4 separate regions of the Sus scrofa genome follow, and regions 1, 2 and 4 are each linked to region 3. The links are chromatin contacts, called in public Hi-C, HiChIP or PLAC-seq and promoter capture Hi-C maps. All regions are on one chromosome and are shown on one strand. The core of a region is the stretch at or near the end of the contact, and the rest is flanking DNA. Distances in the headings are between cores, read along the strand shown.

What was found. Promoter capture Hi-C pulls out the DNA fragments that hold promoters and counts their contacts. Hi-C and Micro-C count contacts between places; a contact is called where the count stands out from the background. HiChIP or PLAC-seq counts read pairs in DNA pulled down with a chosen protein or histone mark.
Region 1: an H3K27ac HiChIP or PLAC-seq map of skeletal muscle shows a contact between it and region 3. The contact joins the promoter of LOC102167165 here to the promoter of FZD5 in region 3. A contact is called at or near these places in 1 of 5 promoter capture datasets (liver), 1 of 47 Hi-C or Micro-C datasets (skeletal muscle) and 2 of 2 datasets of contacts at active chromatin or transcription factors (alveolar macrophages and skeletal muscle).
Region 2: a promoter capture Hi-C map of liver shows a contact between it and region 3, with 13 times the contacts expected there. The contact joins the enhancer-like site here to the promoter of FZD5 in region 3. A contact is called at or near these places in 4 of 5 promoter capture datasets (fetal liver, fetal skeletal muscle and liver), 19 of 47 Hi-C or Micro-C datasets (alveolar macrophages, brain, embryonic fibroblasts and 11 more) and 2 of 2 datasets of contacts at active chromatin or transcription factors (alveolar macrophages and skeletal muscle).
Region 4: a Hi-C map of liver shows a contact between it and region 3, with 6 times the contacts expected there. The contact joins the enhancer-like site here to the promoter of FZD5 in region 3. A contact is called at or near these places in 1 of 5 promoter capture datasets (liver), 4 of 47 Hi-C or Micro-C datasets (embryonic fibroblasts, fetal heart ventricle, fibroblasts and 1 more) and 2 of 2 datasets of contacts at active chromatin or transcription factors (alveolar macrophages and skeletal muscle).

Annotation. Positions count from the first base shown.
Region 1 is chr15:110,701,834-110,709,031 of Sscrofa11.1, reverse strand. LOC102167165 reads left to right here and starts at 3,008. Exons shown (of 3, transcript XM_021074736.1): 1 at 3,008-3,206; 2 at 3,268-3,621. The coding sequence starts at 3,008. It overlaps CREB1 (cyclic AMP-responsive element-binding protein 1), which reads right to left and starts at 3,484. Exons shown (of 9, transcript XR_002339130.1): 1 at 3,256-3,484.
Region 2 is chr15:111,126,535-111,133,218 of Sscrofa11.1, reverse strand. The region is part of intron 3 of PLEKHM3 (pleckstrin homology domain-containing family M member 3); the gene reads left to right. Among named protein-coding and RNA genes, the nearest start is that of PLEKHM3, 56 kb to the left of the region's middle. Within about 2 kb of position 3,113, at least 18 of the 83 cell types and tissues checked have an H3K27ac peak or open chromatin away from gene starts, as enhancers often do. A contact at or near this core is called in epiblast stem cells, fetal liver, liver and 1 more, where this site is marked.
Region 3 is chr15:110,917,953-110,924,381 of Sscrofa11.1, reverse strand. FZD5 (frizzled-5) reads left to right here and starts at 3,520. Exons shown (of 2, transcript XR_002339431.1): 1 at 3,520-3,656. LOC110257173 (a long non-coding RNA gene) reads right to left here and starts at 2,911. Exons shown (of 3, transcript XR_002339433.1): 1 at 2,533-2,911.
Region 4 is chr15:111,094,336-111,100,757 of Sscrofa11.1, reverse strand. PLEKHM3 (pleckstrin homology domain-containing family M member 3) reads left to right here. Exons shown (of 8, transcript XM_021076249.1): 5 at 5,780-5,973. Among named protein-coding and RNA genes, the nearest start is that of PLEKHM3, 88 kb to the left of the region's middle. Within about 2 kb of position 2,882, at least 17 of the 83 cell types and tissues checked have an H3K27ac peak or open chromatin away from gene starts, as enhancers often do. A contact at or near this core is called in liver, where this site is marked.

The DNA of each region.
Region 1 (7,198 bases), core at 1,759-4,258, 210 kb after region 3:
CTTGAACCAGGCATTTAATATGTTTCCACTTATATTTAATTCCCACATTTGTATGAGACAGATACTATACACTTACAACCAAGGAACCTCAGGTATGGAGAAGAAACTTGCCCAAGCTTCCACAGCTAGGAAGTTAAAGCTTAAAAATGAATAGCTGTCATTAACTGAATCCCCAAGGAAGTCCTATAATTCTCTCTCAATCCTACAAAGTAGCTGGTATTATTCTAATTTAACAGATAAGGAAACTAAGGCTGAGAGGGGTCCAGACCTCCGGTAAGTCCCAAAATTCCTTGAGTGTAGGCACAAAATAGCAGAGGCCTAGCAGGATTCAAACCCAGGCCTGTGATTCCAAACCCAATACTCTTTCCATTAACTACATTCTCTGTCACAGTAAGTGCTAACAAATTGTGTCACAAGTGATAATGCAAAAATGAGTATACAGGAGTAAGATTCTTTCATTTTTTTCCATTCCCTATCTACTATATCCTTAAATTCAGATTTGGGCTCTAACTCAATAAAGGAGAGGTCACTGGAAGTGACACTATACACAAGAAAGATATGCTTACAAGATTAGGTCTCAGGGTGGCTATAAACAAGTCTATTTAACTACACCTGGTAAGATATTTATAGAATAAATGAAATTATAAATTTCAGTGATACATTTTAAGCATTAGATTACAAGTAAATCATTTTTTTCTACTGTGTAAAAAAGGTAGAAAGATTTTTCAAATGAAGTAAAGTGGGGGATATATATTTGGTTTTACTATTACCAAAACAAAATTCAATATCTAAGATTGAAAGACAAAATAAAGCTACTTCTCTATGAAGAAACATTTTCTATTAATCAGATCTAATCAATAATATAAATTTCAGAAAGGAGAAAAAGGAAGGTGCTATTTTATGAATCAGGTTTCTAAGTTTCCTTAGGTCCTTATGCGGCGGAAAAAAAATTCAAAAGGGGTAACACTGAAATTTTAAATTTCATAAGAAGTGTCCCTTTAACATTTTTCAATCTGTGTCAGACTCAATGCTTTTCTAAATATGTCCATTAAAAAGAAAGAAAAAAGGTTTAAGCAGATTTAACTGTAATTTTTGCTAGCCCCTGGAAGGGAACAAAAGTACAACTTAGTACCAAGCTACAAATGAATATTCAAATATTAAAGAATACACAAGTTTGAATCTAACCTGAGATTGCTAAGAATTACAGATTATGAATTTATAAATAAAATTTAAAAGATCTTTTGGATAAGACTGAAGAAAAAAGCCCATCGGAAAACATTTTTTAAAACTTTCACAAAATCAGAGTCATTGTCTCTCTAAAGGGAAAAAAATTCTTCCCAAGTTATGCGGATTTGCAGAAAAATTCTTAAGGAAAACCAGTAATCTACAGTATCATCAATCCTATAATTTCCTCAGTGTTTGGAAATAAAACATCTTTCCAATCCTATGGGAAAACTCTTTATTATATCTTCTTAATCAAGTTTCTTGGCAATGACAAAATGTTAATGTGGTTTTTTAAAGACTTGCAATACAGCAAGGCAGGTTTTGCAAAAGTGACTTGGATAGAGAAAATCAGAAGACAGTGCTTCTACTAACAATATTTATTCCTAACAAGAAACCTTGTATCAATCACAATTCTATCACACTGTGACAGATATTTTGAAAACAAATCCGAGCTCGTCTTTTGTACCACCTAAAATAACCATTTTGGCTTTACTTTCAAATTAGGAAATGAGTGTAAAAGATTTCAATAGCTGGCGACGAAAAGCATCTTTTATACTTAACTTTAAGAAGGCAGAAATGAAGCAAGCTAAGGCTAGCACGAAATTCTAACTTCTCAAGAAGGGAAGTAAGACAAACTTAAATAGGTCATATCTCTGGTCCTTTAAAAATTGTCTTTTAATCTTTGATGTGTCAATGACTTTTCTGCTGTCCCTTTTCCCTAACAGGCAAAGAAAAAATAAATCTTGTGGTTTAAATTATTGTCGGTCTGAGGCTGGGGTTACCTAGTACAGGAGACAGATAATGGATACTTTTAGATACCTATTTTTAGAATTAGTATTAACCAATCTCTTATTTGCGTGAGAAACACGGTAGGGGTTCGAGGGTAGATCTTGAAGACCCAACGCCAAAGGCACGTCAGGCCAAAAAAAAAAAAAAAAAAGTGATGTAAAACAAAAGTACATCGCCTAATATTCGTTTCAACGAAGTGTTTCAGAATGATAGCTCTCAAGTGAGCATTAACCTTATTGAAAAGGGTTAAAACCGAAACTTGTTCTCAAACATCAGCTTCCCTTTTACAAGATCCCAACAGTTTTTAAAAAGTTATTACAAATATGTTTTTCTTAGCACCCCCTTCCTCCCCCAAAGAATGCATTTCCATGACTACTAACTTAAAAAAAAAAAAAAGAGGGTGAGCAAAGAGTCAAAAATTATCTTAAAAAGCGCGAGTTCTCATCGCCTCATCTAAGCAGAAAAGCACAGAAAACAGCATTTTCCCAGTGGGGTGGGAGCCGAGGGAAAAGGCGTGAATAAAATACAGTACGAGAGGAAACCTTGGGTTTCGAACTTTATTGCACAAAGAGAGTGGAGAGGAGAGTAGGTCAGACGCAGCAGCGCTTCCCCTCGCGAAGCGGGCATGGCAGACACGGAGGCGACCAGGAAGGCAGGCACCTTCACCTCCTCTGCCCTCAACTGTCGCCTTCTTCCTCCTCCACCCCCCGCGGGCACCCCGGCGCGCTGCCCCGGCGGACAGCGGGCCGGGTCAGGCTGGGCCGGGGGCGAGGCGGGCGGCGGGGGCCGGCGAGCGGCGCGGTGGGCATTGCCGGGCCGGGCCGGGCCCGCGGGCGGCCTCCCCCGGGGCGACTCCGGGCTCCGGGCTCCCGGCTCCGCGCCCGGCCCGGCGGCGGCGGCGGCGGCGGCGGGAACGCGGGCGCCAGCTTTCCGCGGCCGGCCGCCCGCACACACCCCCGGCCGCCGGCTCCCACCCCGCCCGCCGCCCCCCGCCATGAGCGCCGCCGCTGGCTGCAGGCAGAGTCGCTGCCGCCCCGGCCGCCGCTGGCTCCAGTCCGCCGCCATTATTCTTTGTTCGCTGCGAGCGGCGGCGATGGTGTGGGGCTCGGGCGGAGGCTCCATCTTTACCGCGGCCCCTCCTGCGAGGGGAAGGCCCCGAGCGCGGGTGTCCGGCGCCTCCCCGTCCCCCCTCCGTCCCCCCGGCTCTCTCCGGCTCCTGCCTCCTCCTCCTGCTCCTCTTACCGGTGGTACAAGCTCCTCCGTCACTGCTTTCGTTCGCGGCCCGGATCTCGCTGGAGTTTTATTCTCTCCCCCACGTAACACACCGCGTCAAACTACACCTCCGCCGCGTCACTCACCAACACTCCGCTTCTCCCAGCCGCCCGGGCCACAGGCAGCAGCAGCCGCCGCCGACTGAGGACTCGCAGCCAGGGAGCCAGCCAGCGCCGCCCAGTGCCGAGTGCGCAGCGGCCGCGCACGGAAACAGCCGAGCTCGGCCCGGTGGAGCTCGAGCGGCCCCGCCCTCCGCTCTGGAGGCGGAACTTGCCGAAGACCTTCGGGTTCCCTCGGGCGCGGCGGAGGGGTTCCGCGGGATGAGGGAAGGAGAAGGTGGGCTGGGGCGGGCGGCAGGGTGGGGAGGAGTGGTCTACGTCTCCTCGCTGGGTATAGACGGATAAAACCGGCTGCGGAAATTTGCAGGAAGAAGTTGGGCTTGTGTGTGGCCGGGTGGGGAATTCCCGAGGGGTGTCGACGGCTTGTTGGAAACCCCCGCGCCGGCTGCCTTTCGGCGGTAAGCGGCGGGTTCTAGGGCGGCTACGGCGAGCCGGGTCTGGGCTTCGGAGCACCGCCGGCTCGGGGACTTTCAGACGCTGCCGGGACGAGGGTGACGCAGCTCCGGGTCCGCAGTCCTGCGAGGCGGGGAGGAAGGCTGCTGCGGCTCTGCGGTCGCCCCTGACCCCTGGGGCCTCGGCCGGGCGATGGGCCTCAAGGCCGCGGCGCTGACCCGGTCCTGCCCACGGGCGTCGTGGGTCCTGGTGGGGAGGGTTTTCCCTCTCTGTGGGCAGGCTGGCTGGCTCTGCTCTGAGAATCCAGTGAGAAACCTGGCGGCCGCCAGTGGGGCTATTCTGTTTCGGGGGGCAGAAGCTCTGGGACTTCGCGCGCCTGGCGGGGTTTAGCGCGGCAGCGAGGGTGGCCAGGCCCGTCGGTCACATCTTTGGCCTCCTAGCTATGACCTGCTCTGACCGAGGTTGCTCTTTAACACTCTCGGAATGTCTTCCCTTCCTCCCCGCCCCGCCCCGCACCATCCCGTGTCGCTGTCTTTTCACAACCCGTTTTCTCCGGCGCTGGTTTGCACCCGCTGCACCCTTTTCTTCGCCACCTACTCCCTCTCTAAACCGGCAGCGTGACTTCCGTTGCCGTTGCCTCGAAGCTACTGAAACTGCTCTCGCAGAGGTCACCCGAGACCATGATACTGACTTTCCATTATCCTTTTTTTTATTGAAACCGGCAGTTCTCTCCCCGGGGTTTCATGTCTGTTATAGCTCTTTCTGGCTCTTAAAGCAAACATCTTTCAGGAAGCAAGAGAGTATCCAAATCTAGGCCCCGCCCCGTACTGACTTCCTGTGAGAGTTCCCTAGCCTGGTACTCTAGAGCCCCTCCTGCACTCTCTTTGGGCTGAAGAATACTCCCCTTTCCTTGCGTTATTGTCAACCTTTCCTTCTCTATTGGCATTTCTGTCTAGTACTTGAACGAGGCTAAGTCTCTCATTTCTTTAAGATACCTCTCCTTAACTCCCTCTCCACACGCAATTGTCTCTTATCCCATGGGCGTTCTCTCATGTCCCACTCCTCTCCAGTCTAGCTTCTGTTGTTACCACACCCTTGAAGCAGCTCTGAATTTTCCCAGACAAGCGTCAGTCATCATCTTCAAGACCTCATTCTGGCATTTTTATACGATTGCCCATTCTCTCCTCCAAATGTGCTCTTCCCTCCACTCTTATAGTTTTTCCTTTTACCTCTTTTTTTTTTTTTTTTTTTTTTTTTAAACAGACAGCCTCTCCTTTAGCCACCTCCTCAATACGGCAATCCTGCTAAGCTGAGCACTCTTCTTGAGACCCACCATACGCACTTTCCTAGAGATCTCATCCTTTTCCAGTATCTTCAAATGCCCTCTGCCAAAAACTGTCCAACTCATACTCAAGCTGAGATCTTGCTCTTGAGCTGTAGATTCATGTTTCTAACTGCCTTTGCTACACTTTGATCTGGGTGACTGGGGCATGTCAGACTCAACCTGTATATCATATTCCTTCCAAACTCTCCTTCCATAGCCTTTGGATCAGTAAAGGGTATCCTATCCATCTACTCTCTTCAGAAACCTAAGAGGAGTTCCCATCGTGGTGCAGTGGTTAACGAATCCGACTAGGAACCATGAGGTTGCGGGTTCCATCCCTGGCCTTGCTCAGTGGGTTAAGGATCCGGCGTTGCCATGAGCTGTGGTGTAGATCGCAGACGCGGCTTGGATCCTGCGTTGCTGTGGCTCTGGCGTAGGCCGGTGGCTCCAATTAGACCCCTAGCCTGGGACTCTCCATATGCCGAGAGAGTGGCCCTAGAAAAGCCAAAAAAAAAAAAAAGCAAAAAACCTAAGATACCTCTGACACACATCAGAATCATTTAGACCACCTTAAAAAAATTCGATTTGTGGCTTCTCTCCATTCTTATGACCACTTTTTCGTTGCACTCAAGTCTAAGCTAAGCTACCTTTATCTCTTGCTTGGTCTTTGTAGGACCACCCAGGTCCTACAAAATTGCTCTTGGCTTATTCTAATCTATTTGCCGTACTGTAGCCAAAGCAGTATTATTAAACAGATACAGATCTGGCCAAGTCACTACCCTGCTTGATTCCCTCCAGTAACTTCCTTTTGCTCACTGAACACAATCTTAAATCCTTATCCTGGAGACCAGGCCCTCCATTATCTTTTCAGCCTCCTAGCTCTCTGTACTCCAGTCATATTAGTCTTTTTTAGTTTTTCCAGACTCTTCTCTCTTCTTCCCTACTGTAGGCACTCACCTCAAAATATTTATACATGCTATTCTAGTTCCCTTGGGATTCTTTTCTGTCACCCATTCCTCCTATCTAACTGTAACAACACTTTCTTTTCCGATTCATCATACTTGTAATTATTTGTTTAATGTCCATGTAAGGTCTGTGCAGGTTGGGACCGTGTCTGTCTTGTTCACCACCAGTATTTCTCCTCCCCTCTCATCCCTAGTATAATGTCTAGAATGTAGGGGTGCTTGTTAAATATTTGTTGAACAAGTAATGAATATCTGTGTGGTCCCAGGCAACATTTCTTAATATTTTTGGGGTTCAAATCTTGGTTTGGCTACTTGGTAGCTGTGTGACTTTGGGCATATTCTTCACTCTTGTGCCTCAGTTTTCCCATCTGTGAAAAGAAGGTTAATAGCACCTACATCATAGTGTTATTGTGGTAATTAAATGAGATCATTCATGGAAAGTGTACTTGGCACAATGTTGGACATGTAATAAGTGTTAATTAAGATGTTGCCTATTTCTAGCTTTATTTATGTATCTCACCCTTGCATCAAATACATTTTCAAAATTGAGCTTATCATCTTCCTGCTCTTGTTCTCACTCTAACCCTATACATGATACCAAAATATTGGAATTATTTACTCATAACCTAACTTATTGCCACATATGGTAATTTTTTTATTTTAAAATTTCCTTATATTCTTCCTTTTTATTCACACTGACCTTCATTTAGGCCGTACCTCTTCATGTCTTAGTTACTTTGCTAACTTCCTAGGTGCTTTCTGACTGCAGGCCTACTTCCCCTAATCACTCGTGCCCTACTGACAGACTAGTGGGCCTCAGACAGTTTTTAAATCATGTATTCTCCTGACTTCTGCTCTTCTGGCCTCTGTCCTCACCTTTATTCATTCACCTATTCATTCAATCATCCAGTCATTCAAGGGCAGGTTATTTTACTATACTCTTTGGATATACTTGAGGTTTGGAATTGTAGTCTCCTAATTTCGTGAATTTGCTCTGAAATCTTCATAAACCATAGAGATGAACTAGAAGCGTCCAGCTTTAGCATTCGTCCTTATCTCTGGGACTTGGAAGCTATTCCCATTTTTGACTCAATTTTTCAATTGGAAAATGT
Region 2 (6,684 bases), core at 1,864-4,363, 210 kb before region 3:
GTGGCTAAGAGCAGGGTGAGGATGATTCCACAGATGACCTCTGAGTCACGATCAGCCTGTGCCTCATCCTGGGGAAGCCAGGGGCTGCTGGACCTGCTGGGAGGCTGAGACACAAAGTGAAGTCCAAGGCCAGTCATCTGTTAGTTCTTAAAACCCGAGCACTGCATGTCTCCTCCATTCACCATTCCTCCCCCTTCGTCCCAACAGAAAACTGGGGAGAAAACAGCCCTCACTAAATCAAGTCTATGAATCTACTGTAAACAAAATCAAATTATTTACCTTTTACTAAACTCCATAAAGTTGTCACGAGAAATTTCCCTCAAAGGTAGCTTGAATTAGAAGCCTGATTTGGGAAATTTCAATTCAAGTGTATCTGATTTAAGTATGTTGTTTAAAAGTGAAGAAAAAGTGGTTTCTGTCTTGGCTCAGGGGAAAGGAATCCCTGTCCTCGCTCAGTGGGTTAAGGATCTGGTGTTGCCCTGAGCTGTGGTGTAGGTCGCCGACGTGGATCGGACTTGGTGTTGCTATGGCTGTGGTGTGTAGGCCGGTGGCTACAATCCCTATTTGACCCCTAGCCTGAGACCCTCCATATGCTGCGGGTGTGGCCCTAAAAAGACCCCAAAAAAAGTGAACAGGGGCTCACCACCAGTCAAGACTGAAATTTCAATTTTGTGCTTGTTCCTGTATCAAAAGACAAATAGTGGTGGCACGGTGAAACTTTGAACTTAGGTTAGTTATGATGATGGTCTTTTCTATTGAACAATAACTTACGTAAAGGAGGGATTCAGGGACTCATGTCTGCTTTGTCCAGAGGGCCTCAGTAACTGCGGAGCCGACACTTGCAGGGTTGGGTGGAAGAGACCAGAAACCCCAAGATGGTAAAGAAGCTGCACTGGGTGACGTGCACATGTCCGCAGGCATGAGTGACCTTGTGTTACATCAGCCAGCTCCTTATGGAAAGTGCTTTAAAATAAGGAGACGCTGGTTTTAGTGCAGTTTTTGGAAATTATGGACATATCAGTGTCTTATTGTACTACTGCATATATTATGTTTCAGAATTCAGCCATTCAACAGTAATTTTTAAGTGCTTACTCTGGACATCCTGGAATTATGGTACACTTCTGTGGTTTTAGAGTGCTGAGAGGGACCACAAATCTGCTGTGTTACTGGAATCGGGGAGAAGAGCTCAGCTTCATTTTCAAGGTAGAGACCGGAGTGTGAGCTGGAGGAACTTTCTGATGACGGAGGGGGAAGAAAAGCATCAGGCGTTACACAAGGATGGTCCCCCTGCAGCCTCCTAATTCACCTTCCTCTCCGAAGTCCACTTCTTGATGGAGGGTGCCCTGCCCACATTCTGAACTGCCTGGGTAGCATTTTTAGCACCCGGAGGAAGGAGAGCTGTAGGTAGAGGGTACCATTCCACAGATCCACTACATCTAGCAGTTGGTGACCTGATAACAGAAAAGACTTAGAAGAGTGAATTGAAGAGACCAGGAGAAGGAAGCTGAGAGTAGGAAAAGGATCATGTACTGGGCTGAGATAGAACCTTGGGGCAGCTGCTTTTGGGTCCGTGTTTTGGGATGCTTCCCTTTGCTGTCTGAATCCGGGCTCACTGAATGGCTGGAGAATAAGTTGGGGGTGGGTGGTAACAGGGAACTCAGGAGGCAGGCGTAGATGTGGTCTGAAACTCATTTCCTCGGCTCCGCTCTTACCTTCATGCTTTGGTTTGGAGTTCTAATGGGGGCACGGGTAGGTTTCTTGTTTGGCGTGGGGAGAGGTCAATCCTAATTTGTACAGTGTGGCTGATTCTCAAGTAGAAATTTTTAGTTTCACTTCAGTGTCCCCTCTTCCATCTGAAACTGCTACGCTCAGTTGCTTTGTGGTACCCTGGTTTATGGGTGGCTTTCCGTTTTCCTTAATGAACCATACCTGGCGTACTGGTTGCCTACCTCAGGTAGGAAGATGTCATCTCCTGTAGGGGGCAGAGTCTCAAAAGAAAAAGGCCAGAACTTGTTGAGCAAAACCTCTGAATGTTTTTGCAATTTCTTGGGAGGCTGTTCATTTTATCAAAGATTATTATAGCAGATGGAACTTAAAATTGATCTATGTTTCTCACAAACACAGTTAATCTAAACCAGCTGTTTATTCATTTAGTAACTTGGGTCCCCAAACTTTTCAACCTCATAAAAACACACGTTCAGTAAAAAAGCTGGTTGCATAGCATGTTTACCTTCCAAACGGTCAAAAAGTCCAGCAGATTGTTTTCAGTTGAACCTTGGCTTTATCGGGCGTTTGTGGGAAAGCTAATTCGCAATATTTCACCATTTAAGTGCGCCTCTTTAGAGTACGAGTGTTTATGTCCACTTAGTGTCCCCCCACCCCCGCCTTTAAATATTTGTGATGCATAAACTTTAAAAGTGGGAGACTGTACCGAGCCGCTCTTTATCATGATGTCATTCAGCTGCTATTCAGGGGAGCCACAAATGTTGGCTTTTAAATCTACAAAATAGTGCAGTTGGCCTCATTTCACTAAATTCTATCTGTAGGTGAAGAATTTTCTGTATCCTTTTTTAAAACTTAAAGAGCCCCTGAAGAGAAAATGGACCCCGACCATCCCCAAATGCCTGAGGTTATGGTTTGGAAAATACATGCTTGTGCGTAAGTGTGTATTTCTTAACATGTGCTTGGACTTTTTATAGTTGTATTTGATTATGTGTGGTTTGTTGCATGGCTTTGTCTCTAGCTCCATGGCCGTCCCGTGCTAGGAAACCCAGCTACAGTGGTCGTCTTGCTGTTCTGGTCTGTTCCTCCCTTGGTCATTCATGGCTCCAGGCCCTTTCTCTTCGCCATTCCTTCTTCCTGAGACCATGCCTTTGAAAGTTAAGTTCTTCCATTCATTTACTGTAGGAGCCCAAAAGTCAAGTGCACCTGGACAAGTCAGTGCTTGGAGAAAGCCGACGTGGTCCCTGCCCTCATGGCACTTGCAGTCCCCCAGAGAAGACGTCAGTGGAATCATCACCCTCACTGATGCCAAATGGCAGCTGTGAGCCGAGCTGTGGAAGTGAGGTCCTCATGTCAGATTAGAGAGCTGCCAGGGGTGGTGCAAAGTGGAACTCTATGAAATTGCAGGCATTCGGTCATTTTTGACCTACGCAAAAGCACTGTTTGATAAGGCTGAACTACATGTTCGACCCTGAATCACAGAAGGTTCTTGGGCAGAGAAGCACGTGAGGAAAGTGGTATTTAAGGACAATTAATTTACTGGTGCTTTAGTCAGCCTTGCAGAAACCACCTCTGTAAGCAGAAAATGAGGAATGCTTCTTTAATGAAGTCATTGGTTGGGATTCAAAATTATGTTTGGCAGTGGGGCATCTGTGGTGTTAAAATATTAATGCTAAAACAAATGACTATGCAGCTTATTAAAATATTTATGGAGTATGTACCTGTAAGTGGTTCTAAATGAGGTCGTTCACAAAATGCAGTATAAATTGAATTATAAGGCAGGAGCCTGGTTTTCTTCAGGAATTAGACATGTATACATATCTATTTCCTCTCAATTGATACATGGTTTTCTTGGCCCTGGTACATAGGGATATTTTTTCCTGTAATTTCCCAGCAATCAAGAAACCTAGCAATTGAGTATTATGATAAAAGGGCCCTGGGCCTTGTTTATAGATGCTACTAGAGATGCAAAGCTCACATGTTACTGCTTTGTAATCTGGAAGTGAAATCAGACAGCCCAGGTCACTGTTCCTGACTCTGAACTGAAATTGAAAATGTTAGCAGAAGAGACAGCAAGAAAAACAGCCAGCTGAGGGGATCCCCTCCACCATTTCACACTGTCAGTTTTTATGGTTGTTTTACTCCTTTGGCTGCTGTTTAACCTCTTGGGACTGCTGTTGGTAATTATGTCTCTCTGGCATTAAGAGCTTTTTGCTCCCCACCCCCGCCCCCCGCCACCCCGAGGCTTTGGGAGGGGTAAACCCAAGGGGTTTGGGTGGGGGGGGGGAGTTTTGCTGTGAATTCTTCAGCCATTTAGTGCAAATTCCTGTAATTACCGGCATTGTGTCCTCTCTGAATGGCACATAATACAGCAGAAGCCATTCCTAATTGAGACCTTACAGGAGGTACAAATCCTCTCTTTGTTCAGCCTGACAAATTAGTGCCAGAAAGTGGCAGGGTCCGAGTGGGAATCAAAGGCAAGAAACACAAAGATGGAACTTAAGGCTACAGTAATAACCCTCTCTTGTCCCGAAGGGAAAAAAGGAATGACCAATGAAAAATGAAGTTTTTTTTTTTTTTTTTTTTTTTTTTTTGTTATAAATTCCCTTGACATGACAGCACCTCGGGGCTGCTTTATTTATTTAGCAAAAGTGATTAAATAGTAATACAACAGGGCTGCCCATTGTTTCCCTGGGTGCCCCCACCTCACAGACCCCTGCTGCCTCGGCTAATTGATTGACAATGAACCTCTGATAAAGAAGTATGTGGTTAGGACCTGAGGTGGGAGGGGGAGCCTTTTCCCCCTTCTCTTTGTCTGAGTGTGTGTGTGTGTGTGTGTGTGTGAGATTTCATTTTTGTTTGAATTGCACTCTAGTTTTTCTTTGCCCCACCCCTCCTTTTCCCTTCTCTCCCCTTGCTTTTTTTTCTTTTTTTTTTTTCTTTTTTTTCCCTCCCAGAGCTTTTCAGCAGTGGCTCCCGGCTGACATTCACAAACAGGTAGTGAGGAATTTGGGTTGTAGAGTAGGCTTTTGACAAGTTTATCTTTGGAGCGAACTTCCTTCTCTCCCCCTGCTCCATTTAAGGCAGAACAGTGGTTGTGAGAAGACAGAAAGGGGGAAGCAGACTGATTATTGGTGCTCAGAAAAGTGGGTTTTTTTTGCTTTTTTTTTTTTTTTAAGTTTCTCATTTGTGGTAACAGACGTCTAAAACTAGTCTTTCAACTGAGATTCCTCTCTTCAGTTCCTTACTCAGCTTTTTTAAAAAATCTGTGCATTTAATAACATTTACATGTGGGTGGGTGGGGTTGTGGAATAAGACATAAAAAATTGAATTATTTAATCTTACTCGGTTCCTGAGAAGCCAGGATTGATTATTTTAGGATAGAATCTGGCTGCTTATGGTACAACTCAGCACCCCAAGATGCTGTACATTGTGGGAAGATGACCAAAGGCCTCTAGGCAGATAATTAATAGCCCCTGGTTATATATGCTCAACTAGCTAAGCTGAAGCTAAATCCCTAATTTAACTCTGTTACAGCTGCAAAAACAAATCATTTCAAGCCCCTATGAAAGCAAAATATATTAAACAAACAGTATCGACCTTGTTAAAACCACATGGCATTTCGTGTGATAAATGAGGGCGTCTTTCTGGCAAAGGCCTATTTTATGACATCATTTAGACCTAAAGGATACCTTCACCCTGGTAATACAAGCATTCCCGATAGAAAGTATGGAGTGGTTAATTATTCATTAAATAGCTGCGAGTCTGGAAGTAAGCAATATTTCTGCGTTGGGCATAGTTACTTATTGGCTTCCCAGCAAATCATGCAGAATGCAAATCTGAAGAAAAAAGAGAAATTGAATTTGGGAGCTGATTATGCACGTGCATATAGGTAAAGACAGAGCTGTAGGTTTTTAAGTGCCAAGGAAGAAAGTTATATACCTTATAACATATGCTCTTGAAAAAGCAGATTCTAGAGTAGTCAAAATCTGTTTTGAGTCCCACATGAAAAATTAGGGGTTCCTCCAGTAGCCAAAGTGCCAGCTCTGCTAAGGAAATGAGAGACAGAAATAAAATGAAATTGACTTTCTTTGGTATTTCCACTTCCAATCTTCTACTATTATTTTCAAATTTGTCTCATACTTATTAGGAATGGTAATACAGTGAGATTTATTTGACTTAGGGTAGCCAATTAGAGGAGACAAAACAATTAAGGAAGATTCAGCTATGCCCCTCAAAACATAGAGTTTGGATAAATGAAAATTATTTAGTCCTTTGTTGCCTTCTCATTTCATATTGTCTATTTTGGTTTCGAGTGTATTTTATTACCTCTCAGAGAAGAAGGGGGTTTTTTGGGTGTGTGCTGAAGGGCTAGGCTTTATTTCCTCAGTCTCGAATGTGACCATGGAGGGGTTGCTGATGGTAAAATCCTTAAGTGGAGTTTTAGTGGTTTATTTCACGAGGGTTTATTAAACCCCTCATGTACGCCACACACATGCTCCACCAGGCACCTCGGGATGTGCAAGTAGAAGTGAGGTGCAGGCTGTGCTCCTCTCAGATGTATAAAACACCTACCCCCCAAAGTATGTGGGGGGCTGGATGGGACTGGGAGACAAAGGGGTCAAGCAGTCATGGCCACTGGATTGAATACCCCTCCGTCCATGTCTGTGGTCCTGTCAGAGGATCCGTGTTATAGAGAACTTGAAAGCTAAAGTGCTAAAGCGGTGTCTGTCCTCACTCCCCCATTTTAAACTTTGTCCTCATATTTCCTACAGATTTAAACTCCAGAAAAATCTTCGTAGCTTTTACCACTATCAAAGGTAAAACTTGAATTTCTGTCGTGTGCTCCTTATGCAGTAGGTGTGATGGGAGATACAAAAGAAGCATAGATGCGGCCTGGCCCCCAGGACTTTATAGTCTGGTTGAGAATATGCACAAGAGAAAATGAGGGATGAATGGACA
Region 3 (6,429 bases), core at 2,271-4,770:
GGAAGGCAGGAAAGAAAGAAAGAAAGAAAGAAAAAGATACATGCACCCCTGTGTTCACTGCAGCACTATTCACAATAGCCAGGACATGGACCTGAAAAAACCTAAATGTCTGTCGACAGATAAATGGATTAAGATGTGGTGTATCTGCACAATGGAATATGACTCAGCCATAAAAAAGAACAAAATAATGCCATTTGCAGCAACGTGTATGGAACTAGAGACTCTCAGACTAAGTGAAGTTAAGTCAGAAAGAGAAAGACAAATACCATACGATATTACTTATATCTGGAATCTAATATATGGCACAAATGAACCTATCTCCAGAAAAGAAACAAACTCTTAGCCATGGAGAACTGACTTGTGGTTCCCAAGGGGGAGGAGGAGGGAGTGGGATGGACTGTAATTTGGGGTTAGTAGATGCAAACTATTGCATTTGGAGTGGGTAAGCAAGGAAGTCCTGCTGTATAGCACAGATAACTATAATCACTTGTGATGGAATGTGATGGAGGATAATGTGAGAAAAAGAACGTATGTATACGTATAACTGAGTCACTTTGCCGTACAGCAGAAATTGACAGCATTGTAAATCAACTATAATAAAAAAAAATTTTTTAATGTGTCTTTAAAAATAATTCAGTGTTTTCCAGTTTGTTAAACAATAAGTATGACTCAGGAGAAAATTTTGATTTCCATCCTTTCCATGGACTAAATGTGTAACTTCAAGCAAGTCATTATGGTGCCAGTTCCATCTGATTGTTGTGAGGAGTAAATGAGCTAACTCAAATGAATTATTTAGCACCCCGCCTAATACATGTTCAACAGCATATTTTAAACTGCCTTTAAAGTGAAGTAATAGATGTAAAAAAGCAAAAGTCCAAGTGATACAAAAAGCTATACAATGCAAAATAAATTTCTTTTGGCAACATCTTCCCTCTGTTATTACTCCTATTATTAGAGATGTCCAAGCAAAAATAACACTTCCCTGTTGATTATAAAGAGAGAGGTTTTTCAGACGAGGAGATAACATCCTTTGAGTCAGAACCAAGTGAAATAACACAAGTATTCTGGCTAAATGCCAGCATGAGTGATTAACATTCTCCAACTTCAAATAATTTTTATTATTAGCCAACACTTGTCCATCCCCAATAATACACACGTTGCATAAAGACCACAGAATGAGGCAGCCTCTCTTGGCATGTTCACAATCTGTGCATACTTTCCACTGAGGGTTTCCCTTTCTTTTTGATTGCTATTCCATAGCTTTTCAACTCCCACTACTTTCAACTCTGGGTTGTTTGCTGACACTAAGTGCCAAGTAGTTCCAAAAAACAAACAAACAAACAAAAATATGGGAGCACCTGTAGAATTTCAGGAAATGAAAGAGGTAAGGTACATTCTAAACATGTTTATTAAGAGTTTTGTTGTTTGTGAAGCAACTGATATTTCTTTCTTTTAACTCTGAGGCTGGGATTGATACACATATTCTGCATTATTTTTCACAAAGCAGGAGAGAGGGGACCATTCTGAAACAGTCTCTCAGTCTGTGTAGATGGGACCAGGACACAAGAACGACAATCGGCGCGGTCTATCTCAACCCTTTTTTAGTCCAGTCCTGAGTCCTTCAAGAACTCAGGCCCTCTGGCCTTTTTTCCGCCTTCTTCCCAGTCGAAGGAAGGGGTGGGGGAGCGGGAAACAATTCAAACTCTCTTTGTAAGCGTGTGAATGAATTTCAAGAATGCTAAACACCTCAGTCTTCCAACCTAATTAGAACATGTAGAAAAGAGGCATTTTTAGGACATTAAAAACTTGCAGCATAATAACCCATCTGAAGAGCGCCACTGTGCGTCCCAGCGGTCGGGGCGCCCAGCAGGTCTTCCCGCGGGCTCTGGCTGTTCTGTGAGCCCCGGATCCCCGGCGGCGCGCTAGTGCGTGGCTAAGCAGCGGGCAGCCCCGGGGGGGCCGGCGCCTAGCCCATCACAGAGCCTGGAGCCAGTGTTGCTTCTCTCTGCGGGCGACTTGGGAACTGCCTGGACTTTTTAACCCGATAAACTGATAAAGGACTAACCTGTCTCGAGTCTTCCTAAGAGAAAGAAAATCACTTTCCTGTCGCAACAGTAAGATTTTGTTACGAAATGCAAAAGTAAAGGTTAAAGCCTGGGAGCTAACCAGTAGCATAATGGCGGGGGTGGGGTGGGGGGAGAGTGGTGGCTGTTAAAACTGTGGATGCAGCAGCCCAAATATCTCGGTTCAAATCCCAGGTTTGCCATTTGAGCGCCTACTCTATGCCAGGCGCTCAGAATACCGAGCTTCCCAAGATTGTCTAGGTTGTGGCTTTCCTGGGGGTTGCTATTATTAGCTTGGTTGCCTTGGTCAAGTTTCTAAACCTCTTGTTTGTTCACCTGTAAGGAGTGCCTGCCTCATAGAATTGTTGTAAGGATCTGAGACACCCTGTATTAAGATATGAACGATTAACACGCTGTCCGACACACAATAGGGGCTCAGGAAGCGTTTGTTCTCTCAACTTAAGCTCACCTGGTATGAGGACAACGCAGAGAGGAGACAGGTGCCACAGTTAAAAGTGATTCTTTGAGCAGTTCTTTTAAACAAGCGCTGGACTCTAAGGATGCTTAGCTGGAGAGAGGAGACCTGGTAGGGGCCCTGGAAGCAAGGGTTCGTAAGCTAGACCATTACAGAAAAGTGGACAAGGCACGGGTGGGCGCCACTAGAGAACTCGGGAGGGACTTCGAGCTAGGGTTTCCCGCCCCGGGTCTCAAGAAGGCGAAATTAGCATTTGCCCCGCCCCCACTGCTTCCCGGCCCGCGATTGGCCCGCACTCCTCAGCGGCCCGCTCGGGGAGGGGGCAGGAGGGCGCCCGAAGAGAGGCCGATCCCGCGGGGCAGTGGGCGGGGACGCGCGGAGAGCGTGGCGGGGCGGCCCACCAACCGAGCTCCAGCTCAAAGGGGCGGGGTCGGGGCGGAGCCTCCTGGCGGGCATTAGAAGCAGGTGACCCGGGCGGGGCGCAAGAGGCCAGTCCAGCCTGCGGCCGCAAGTGCACTACAGCCGTCGTCGCCGCCGCGCGCCGTTGAGTACCCGCCAGAGGTGGGCGAAAGGGTGCTAGAGCGCGGAGGAGGAGCCGAGTCCCGCACGTCCCGGGAGCGCCGCCACCGCCCCCAGGAATCAGCTGGAGCGCGGAGCCCCCTGCAGGGGAGGAGGCGAGCGGCGGGCGGGACGCGGCGGCGGGCGCGCACCATGCAGTCCTGGCGGAGCCAACACCAGCTGCTGGCGGTACTGTGAGGCCGCGGAAGCCCCCGGTCGCCGCACACCGCCTTCCTTTTGCCCAGGTGCTGCCAGGCGCGCTCGCCCTTGGTGGACCCTGGTGGAAGGCACGGCCGACCCCAGCCCTGTCCCGCTCGGATCATGCAGGGGGCCCCGGAGAAGGAGAGGGCGAGTGACCGGTCTGTGGCGACCTCGTTCAGCGGGCGACCGCCTCTCTAAGACACCCCCACCTGCTGCCATGTGCTGCCTCGGGTACCCAGCTTATCGCCAAACTTTCTCGATGCCAGCTCGGTTCAAAGTCGCGTTTCTGAGCTAAGAGCCCCAGGGACGGAGGATTCAGGCTGGCGACTGACTATCTGCTTCTCACGGGATCCTTCGAGGTGAGAGTACGCGCCTTCTCCTCCTCCCAGTTGTTTTCCCTGCCCTTCTGCCCTTTTCCAGAGGGCTGAGCGCTCTGACCTCGGGGTACAGCGTGGAAGGCCGGGCGGAAAGGGAGGCGGGATGAGAGGCGGGGAGTCTGTAGTTTGGTTTCTGGAGGTGGAGGGAAGGGAAGGGAAAGAGGTTAACTTAGAGATCTGGAGACTGCTCGCGAGGACTAAGCCATTGACGCCCCTCTCCTTGGCAGTGGCAGCAATCTTTCTTCTCCCCCACCTTCTTTTTTAAAGAGTACTTTCCCTGGAATCGGAGCCTTAACTGTCCCTCCTCAGCCCTATCCAGCGAAGAGCTGAGCTCTCCCTGCGGAGGCAGCGCCCTCCCGGAACAGTTTATCTTTGGACGGATTTCTTTAAAAGAAAGAGAAACCAACAGGTTGCCAGCCCCGGCGCCACACAAGTCTGCAGAGAGGGAAGCACGGTCCTGGTTTCCCCTGCCTGAGCTGGCCCCGCTTGGGCTGCGGGAGGAGAGGGGAGGGAGGGGGCTATGGCTCGGCCTGACCCGTCCGCGCCGCCTTCGCTGCTGCTGCTGCTCTTGGCGCAGCTGGCGGGCCGGGCGACGGCCGCTTCCAAGGCGCCGGTGTGCCAGGAAATCACAGTGCCTATGTGCCGCGGCATCGGCTACAACCTGACGCACATGCCCAACCAGTTCAACCACGACACGCAGGACGAGGCGGGCCTCGAGGTGCACCAGTTCTGGCCGTTGGTGGAGATCCACTGCTCGCCGGACCTGCGCTTCTTCCTGTGCTCCATGTACACGCCCATCTGCCTGCCCGACTACCACAAGCCGCTGCCGCCGTGCCGCTCGGTGTGCGAGCGCGCCAAGGCCGGCTGCTCGCCGCTCATGCGCCAGTACGGCTTTGCCTGGCCGGAACGCATGAGCTGCGACCGCCTCCCGGTGCTGGGCCGCGACGCCGAGGTCCTGTGCATGGATTACAACCGCAGCGAGGCCACCACGGCGCCCCCCAGGCCCTTCCCGGCCAAGCCCACCCTCTCAGGCCCTCCGGGGGCGCCGGCCTCAGGGAGCGACTGCGTCGCCGGGGGCCCGTCGGTGTGCAAGTGCCGCGAGCCCTTCGTGCCCATTCTGAAGGAGTCGCACCCCCTTTACAACAAAGTGCGGACGGGCCAGGTACCCAACTGCGCGGTACCCTGCTACCAGCCGTCCTTTAGCCCGGACGAGCGCACGTTCGCCACCTTCTGGATCGGCCTGTGGTCTGTGCTGTGCTTCATCTCCACTTCCACCACGGTGGCCACCTTCTTAATAGACATGGAACGCTTCCGCTACCCTGAGCGCCCCATCATCTTTCTGTCAGCCTGCTACCTGTGCGTGTCGCTGGGCTTCCTGGTGCGCCTAGTCGTGGGCCATGCCAGCGTCGCCTGCAGCCGTGAGCACAGCCACATCCACTACGAGACAACGGGCCCTGCGCTGTGCACTGTCGTCTTCCTGCTAGTCTACTTCTTCGGCATGGCCAGCTCCATCTGGTGGGTCATCCTGTCGCTCACCTGGTTCTTGGCAGCTGGCATGAAGTGGGGCAATGAGGCCATCGCGGGCTATGCACAGTACTTCCACCTGGCTGCTTGGCTCATCCCCAGTGTCAAGTCCATCACTGCGCTGGCCCTGAGCTCGGTGGATGGGGACCCGGTGGCCGGTATCTGCTACGTGGGGAACCAGAACCTGAACTCGCTGCGTGGCTTCGTGCTGGGCCCGCTGGTGCTCTACCTGCTGGTGGGCACGCTCTTCCTCCTGGCAGGCTTCGTGTCGCTCTTCCGCATCCGCAGCGTCATCAAGCAGGGCGGCACCAAGACGGACAAGCTGGAAAAGCTCATGATCCGCATCGGCATCTTCACGCTGCTCTACACGGTGCCTGCCAGCATCGTGGTGGCCTGCTACCTGTACGAACAGCACTATCGCGAGAGTTGGGAGGCTGCGCTCACCTGCGCGTGCCCAGGCCCCGACGCCGGGCAGCCACGTGCCAAGCCTGAGTACTGGGTGCTCATGCTCAAATACTTCATGTGCCTGGTGGTGGGCATCACGTCAGGCGTCTGGATTTGGTCTGGCAAGACTGTGGAGTCGTGGCGGCGCTTCACCAGCCGCTGCTGCTGCCGCCCGCGGCGGGGCCACAAGAGCGGCGGGGCCACGGCCACCGGGGACTACGCCGAGGCCAGCGCAGCGCTCACAGGCAGGACCGGGCCACCCGGCCCTGCCGCCGCCACCTATCACAAGCAGGTGTCCCTGTCTCACGTGTAGGAGGAGGCTGAGGGACCGGGACCGAGATCGAGGCCGGCCGGGAGCCGAGGGAGGGAGGTTGTTTTGTTTGGTAGCTTTGCCAAGGTCACTTCCATTTACCTTCCTGGTGCTGATGCCCCCTCCTGGGGCAACCTGGAGAGAGGGGAAAGGGGCTGTTTCAAGGGGAGTACCTGTCCCAGGGCTTCTCCAAGGGGCTCAGCTCACCTGCCTTTTCAAGGGGAACCCTATTTTTAATTTATATGTAGTTTTCTTAATTTTTAACTTTGTTGCATTTTGGCAACAAAATTTCCCTTTGCTTTGGGGGCTTTACAATCCTAAGGTTGGCATTATAATGAAGTTCCACTTGGTTCAGGTTTCTTTGAACTGTGTGGTCTAAATTGGGAAAATATATTTCCTATACTTGTGTCTTTACAAATAATGTGAACAGTGAAAGTTTGGGTTGCTGTGACTGGGAAGTTGACCCCTGTGCTTTTT
Region 4 (6,422 bases), core at 1,633-4,132, 180 kb before region 3:
CTTGAACTGCTATACTTTTCTTCTTCTTTTTTAAACATAATATACTTTCACACAAGTTGAGATTTAAAAGTACAAAGGGCATATACACATTGATCATCCCCCACACCCTGTTTTTCCCACAGGCAACCAGATTACTCCTTCCAGAGATTTTACATGCATATATTTTTTTTCTTTATTTTATTTTGTTTTTACACAAAAAATGGCAATAGGCAATACAGCATATATGCTGCTCTTAGAAAACATTCTGTTTAGATCATACAATTCTTCCTTGGGCTTTTTTTTTTTTCATTTTTTTTATTACTCAAATGAATTTATCACATCTGTAGTTGTATAATGATCATAACAATCTGATTTCACAGGATTTCCATCCCAATCCTTGGGCTTTTTTAAACAGCTATTCTATATTCTGCCATGAATTTAACACACACACACACGCATACACGCAGCAATGTATCCAACTTGTCCTTTTGACTGGACTTTGTTTTTCCAATCTTTCTGTTATAGACAATGATTCAGTGAGTAACTTTATATTTCATATATAAAGTTTTGAATGTATATGAGTGAGACTCCCATCCATGACTGAGACTACTTGTCGGTGACTTCCTACGCCTGTGTACACCTGTGAGCTGGACAGGTGTTGCCGAGCTTGTATGCTCTACTTTACCCCTATCTTCTTGCACATGCCTTCCTTCCCTTTGCATCAGATGTCAGCTTTCACCTCCCTTGTCACTGTGCTGCCTCTAGCTGTGCTTCCCCTTTTCTACTTTATTAGCTCCAAATATGTCATGAATTTAGAAACAACCGAATTGTTAGAAGTGTGTGGTTCAGAGTCACAGCCTGAGCACTGTGAAGTTCTCATTCATCTGTTCAGCAGGTGTTTATTGAACACTTACTGTGTTCTAGGTGTTGGTGCATTGCCTTTGCCGAGTGAATTTCTCATGAAAGAGAAAGACAGAAAACACATTACAAATAAGGGACTTCTAGATAAATGAAGTGTTACTGGACTTTAGTTTTTGTTTTAGAGTTGAAATCAAATGGGAACCCACACACCAGTGTACCGCCTCCTTAAGTTATGGGTTCGTCCCACTCGCTTTCTGTCTGACTGGGGAGGAGGAAAGGACAGAACAGGGATGGGGATCACCTCTTTTAAAGAGTGATGAACAGAGAGTTTACGGTGGAGTTATTAAAATACAAACTGTGAGTGTGAACTCTACTAAAAAGCACAGAGCAGCGTATCCCGACACCCAGGTTTGGGCTCGAGTTCTGCCGCAAGATGACCACAGACAAGTCACTTGAGTTCTTTGTTCTCAGTTTTCTCTATTACGTGGAGGTCATGATGGAGACAGATGCCCCTTCCTCTGGTTGGTGATTGCGACCTTGGCCGAATTTCTTCTCCCACCACCCCTTCCACACGGGCTGCCTGTCTGTAGCCAGATAGGCTGGAAGTGACTGGCTTAAGCAGGTTTTCGTTAGTGCTCCAGGCCCAGAGCTTATGCTAACGTGCTGCACTTGGAACCACCGAGAGAAGAATGTGGCATGTGGCATATTTCTTGTCGACCTCAGAGTATCTTTTCTGTGTGACTGGTGTTCCTTGGAACACAGGTTGAGGAAAACTGAACTAGATTATCTGTACCAGTTCTTGTTATTCTAAGATTATGGTCTCCTCTGTGTTATTCTGATGCTTTTTCTTCCTTTAACAAAAACGAAAGTCCTCACGCCACATTCTCCTCCTTTTCAAATTGCTATCTATTGTCCCACATTCCCTTTGCCCCATTGTTTTATTACCCTGGGCTATTTTTGCGAGGGAACGTACCAGGACACTGTTCCAGAACCTCTTGGAATTACGCAAACCTCAACAACATTTGAGAATTTTGCTTTTAAGAGGTAGCTGTCACTAGCATGACAAAAGACATATTATGTTCAAATCTGTATTAGTGGTGCTTAATGTTCAAATCAATTGACAAATATATTTTCAGATACATCTATGTATCTAGCAGACTGATCACTACTAGTTTGTAGATAATTACAACCTGAGTAGGCTCTTTTCTCCAACTCCTCCTGAGAGAGAGATGGGGTAGGGAAACCTGGTTCTTCCTGGACCACCTGCTTCTCAACGCTCATGAATCACGCACCAGAGCCACTTCACAAACTGTGACAAAACCACGGTCACACACAGAATTGAGTTCTTATAGCTTACACCATTCTAAGTTAAAAGAGCTATGGAAAGAAACCGGTTTATGTAATAATACTAATGTTATTAATAAATATTAAATATTATTCAGTACAATACTAACAGGCCAGTAGGTTTGAAAAGTGAACTGTCAACCCTGTACAAATCGTGTCTAATGTGAATGGAGTGGGATCACGGAAAAGAATGCCAACCTAAACCATTCACTTTTTGAAAGGGAAGAATATTGGGCTTATCCATTGGCATCTATGAGCTGAGTTTTCATCTCAGAAACAGCACTGAGGCTTTGATGTTTTTCATACTTTGGTAGGCAAGAAGTACGATGGTAGCTCTTAGCTCTTCGGTAGAAGGTATTTGGTATTCAAATATAACTCATAAAATATTTTGGTTAATAAGAAAATTTCTCTCACATCAACTTTATCATTTAAGAATATCATTGGTTCCCTTCCCTGAGTAACTATATATTTTTTTAAAAAGCTTTTTTAATTACAGTTGAGTTTGAAAGTAGAATGCTCAGGCTAGTCTGGAGGGTCATTTCAAACTTATCCCTACTGATTGCCTATTTTGCAAAAATAGCCTTTAATATTTGCTGCACTTTGAGTTCTCTCAAAAATTCCCTCATCCATGTAGTGGATGGTTCTCAACCAGCGAGCATGTGCTCAGCCTCACTGCCCAAAATGGCTCAACAGGGCAGAGATTTATTTGTTCACATACTCAGGCAGCTGAGGTCACAATGGGCTGTGTATTCTTAACACTAGTTAATAACTTTGCCAAGCAGAGCCTTAGGCATTATTGAAACTAGCTGTTTTTGTTTTCAGTAATTTCAGCTTATGAATGCTGATGTGGGTAGCTGCCGGCCCATTTGCCTCGCTGCTTTTACCATCTCTGTAAAAGACTTTTTTTTTTTTTTTTTTTTTTCCCCATTCGGGCTTAAGCACCACCTGAAGAGAGAAGCCTTTTAAGGCCTGGGAGACTGGCCAGTGCCCTTTGTCCTGTTCACCTACTAAAAGGTAGCATTGTTAACCTAATTCAGCCGGGCCCTGGCTCAGTATAAACACTCCTCAATAGAGGCAGAAAGACTAATTGAATTGTACAATACATCATTCTTCAGCAACAGTTTCAAGTGGATTGTACTTCATTTTCCAGAACACCGTCCATTTTTTCCTCATTTAAGATATTTAAACATAGCAAATATTTAACCATGATAAACAAGATGTTTGAACCCAATTCTGTATTTCCTGGCTGAACTGTGAGCTACATGAGGACAGGGCCCTGCCTGTTGTGGTCTCCACTGAATGCCAGATGCCTGCTATAGTGTCTGCCATGTATGCACCTGCATCTGTAGACCTCAAAATGAGACATTATTTAGCCCTGTCAGCTGTTATTTCATCTGGTTAAATAGTCGAAGGTTTTGGCTAATTCTCTGTGCCTCTTTGTGAGCTGGATTTGCAGACTGTAAACTTCATTAACTCCTAACTCTTTAACTCTGCAGGATCCCAGAGCATCACACAACAGAACAGGTACCTCAGAAAAACTGCTTATAAATATAAGGGGGAAAAGTGACAGTTTTTTTTTTGGGCGGGGGTAGGGGGACACAGGCTACACCCATGGCATTCGGAAGTTCCCAGGCCAGGGATCAAACCCACACGCCCAAGAGTTCCCATTCTGGCTTAGAGGGTTAAGAACCCAACATAGTGTCTCCGAAGATGTGGGTTCGATCTCTGGCCTCCCTCAGTGGGTTAAAGATCTGGGATTGAAGCAAGCTGCAGCATAGGTCTCAGATACAGCTTGGATCCAGCATTGCTGTGGCGTAGGCCTGCAGCTCCGATTCAACCCCTAGCCCAGATGCCACAGGTGTGTCCATAAAAAGAAAAGAGGAAAAGAAAAAAACAAAACAAAATGAAAAAAAGCCCCGCACCGCAGCAACCCTAGCCACAGCAGTGTCAATGCCAGGTTCTTTGCCCACTGAGCCACGAGGGAACTCAAAAAAATGACTTTTATTAGAAGAAAACATTGATCCTTTTTTTTTTTTTGCATTTCTTTTATAAGCACTTTATACATATGAAAATATTGAATTTCATAAATGTGTTTTTAATCAACATACAATAGCCATACATTTAGTTATCACATGTACATACCAATAGGTTTTTGTGTTGTGTCTGCTTGTTGTACTCTCTTCTGTCCTGTCCTTGTCCACCAAGTGAATTTCTGTTTATCTTTCTAGATCTTGAGCCAGTGCCACCTGCTTTCCCAGGCCTGCCCTGGCTCCTAGCTCCCTTTTCTCCCCATTATGGTCGATGACTTCTTCCTTTAAGCTACAAGTGGACCTAACCCATATTCCTTTTGTGGTAAATGACAGGCTATGTGCTACATGTATTTTTAAAATTAATTGTCTATTATTCTCAAGTGAGTTCCATGAGGATAGGGAGTGTGTACTATTTATCTTAATACTCTTCTCAGAGTATGGAACATTGGATTTTTGTTTTTTTGGGTTTTTTTAAAATTTTTTTTTATAAGCAAAGTTGTTTGTTTTTGTTTCTGTTGGATTCCAGTCTTAGTCCCAGTTCTGGAGAGGTTTTGGTGGAAACTTAGTGGAGAAGTTTTGCCTTTCATAAATAGAAACTGAGCCAACTCTGCATATCACTTAGCCAGTCTATGTCCTCGGTATTGGTGAATTGTTTTATAAAGATCCCCAGATTATCTACAGATTGTGCATTATTTAAGCTGCATTGGGTTTCAACTATTTTTACTGATGACAATAACATTTTTAAATCAGCTTTCATATTCTTGATGTTTACTACCAGAAGGGGCTGTGAAGTTGGATGGATATATTGGCCAGAGTCGGCCCAAGCTCAGAGCTGTTCTAAAAGGAGCAACTCTTTTCTGTCCACTAAATTGTGTTTTAGCGTGTTTCTGTGCACATTGTTCTGCATATGATAGCCTTTTCTTTTGGGCGGGGAGAATAGATCCTTTTTATTCTTTTTGAATTTTGTAATATGTGCATGGTTTATCTATTTTTTTAAAGTGGCTACTCTTAGTAAGTGTTATGGAGTATATATACATATATATGCAATATATATAGTTTTTTCAATCAGCATTACTATTAAGAGTCTTAATGAATTCCTTTTGCTTTTTATTTTGAAATAATTATGGATTCATGGGAAGTTGCATAGATAATATAATACAGACCAGGGAGGTCCTGTGCATTTCTCACTCACTTTCTCCACTGTTTATATCTTAAATAATTATAGTACAATACTTAAAAAACCCCACACAAGCAGGAAATTTATATTGGTATGCTGGGCCCATGTAGTTCTGTGTCATTTTATCACAAGTGTAGATTTGTGTAATCACATAATCAACATACAGAATTAATAAATTCCTTTCAATGCCCAGGTTACTTTTACCAGTTGGGTTTCTGGAAGAGAGGAAGAAAAGGCACATTTTCTAATTTAGCTAAACTATGGGCTTTTTCATTGGGCTCTGTCCAGAACCTAGTATTACTCTGCTATTTAAGCTATGGTTCCTGGTTGGAGGAGGTGTAGAGAGTGGGTGACTGGACAGCACTAACTGAGAAAGTTTCTTTTGTAGGTGTCTAAGCAGGCCAAAGAGTTTCTGGAATACGTGTTCGAGGAGCCCCTGATCGACATCCAGCAGGAGAACCCCATGCTGTATGGACATGCTGAGCCGCTGGCCACTGTGGTGCGGCTGCGGCAACGGCTGAAATCGCTGCGAGCCTATTTGTTCAGCTGCCGGGCGGCGGTGGCCGAGGATCTGCGCCGCAGGTAAGAGTCATAAATGTCAGCAGGCTCCAGTTTGTTTTTCTTTCCCGCCCCAGGCGGGTAGTTAGATGATCTCCAAGGGCCTCTACAGCGCCAAGCGTCTCGAATTCTGTGGCTCTCCCTCTGGGCTCAACTTTGACTTTTTCCTCCAAGGTCCTCTATCCAGCTGAGCCAAGCACAGTGAAAATAATATCTCAGCGTCACTGAAGGCTTTTAACTCATGGATCGAGTTCCCATGGCAGTGAAGACTTCTCAATACCTATAGGTTAACTTGAGATAATAGTCATGGGAGTGTCTTCATCAATCACTTATGTAGAGCTTTACATTTTCCTCGATTTCAGTTGCTATTATCATCAGGAAAAAATGAACATGGTTGAGATTTTTTTTAATTAAAAACTTTTTTTTCAATGGAAAATAAGTAGGTGGCCATTCAAATCTTGTTTTCCAGACAG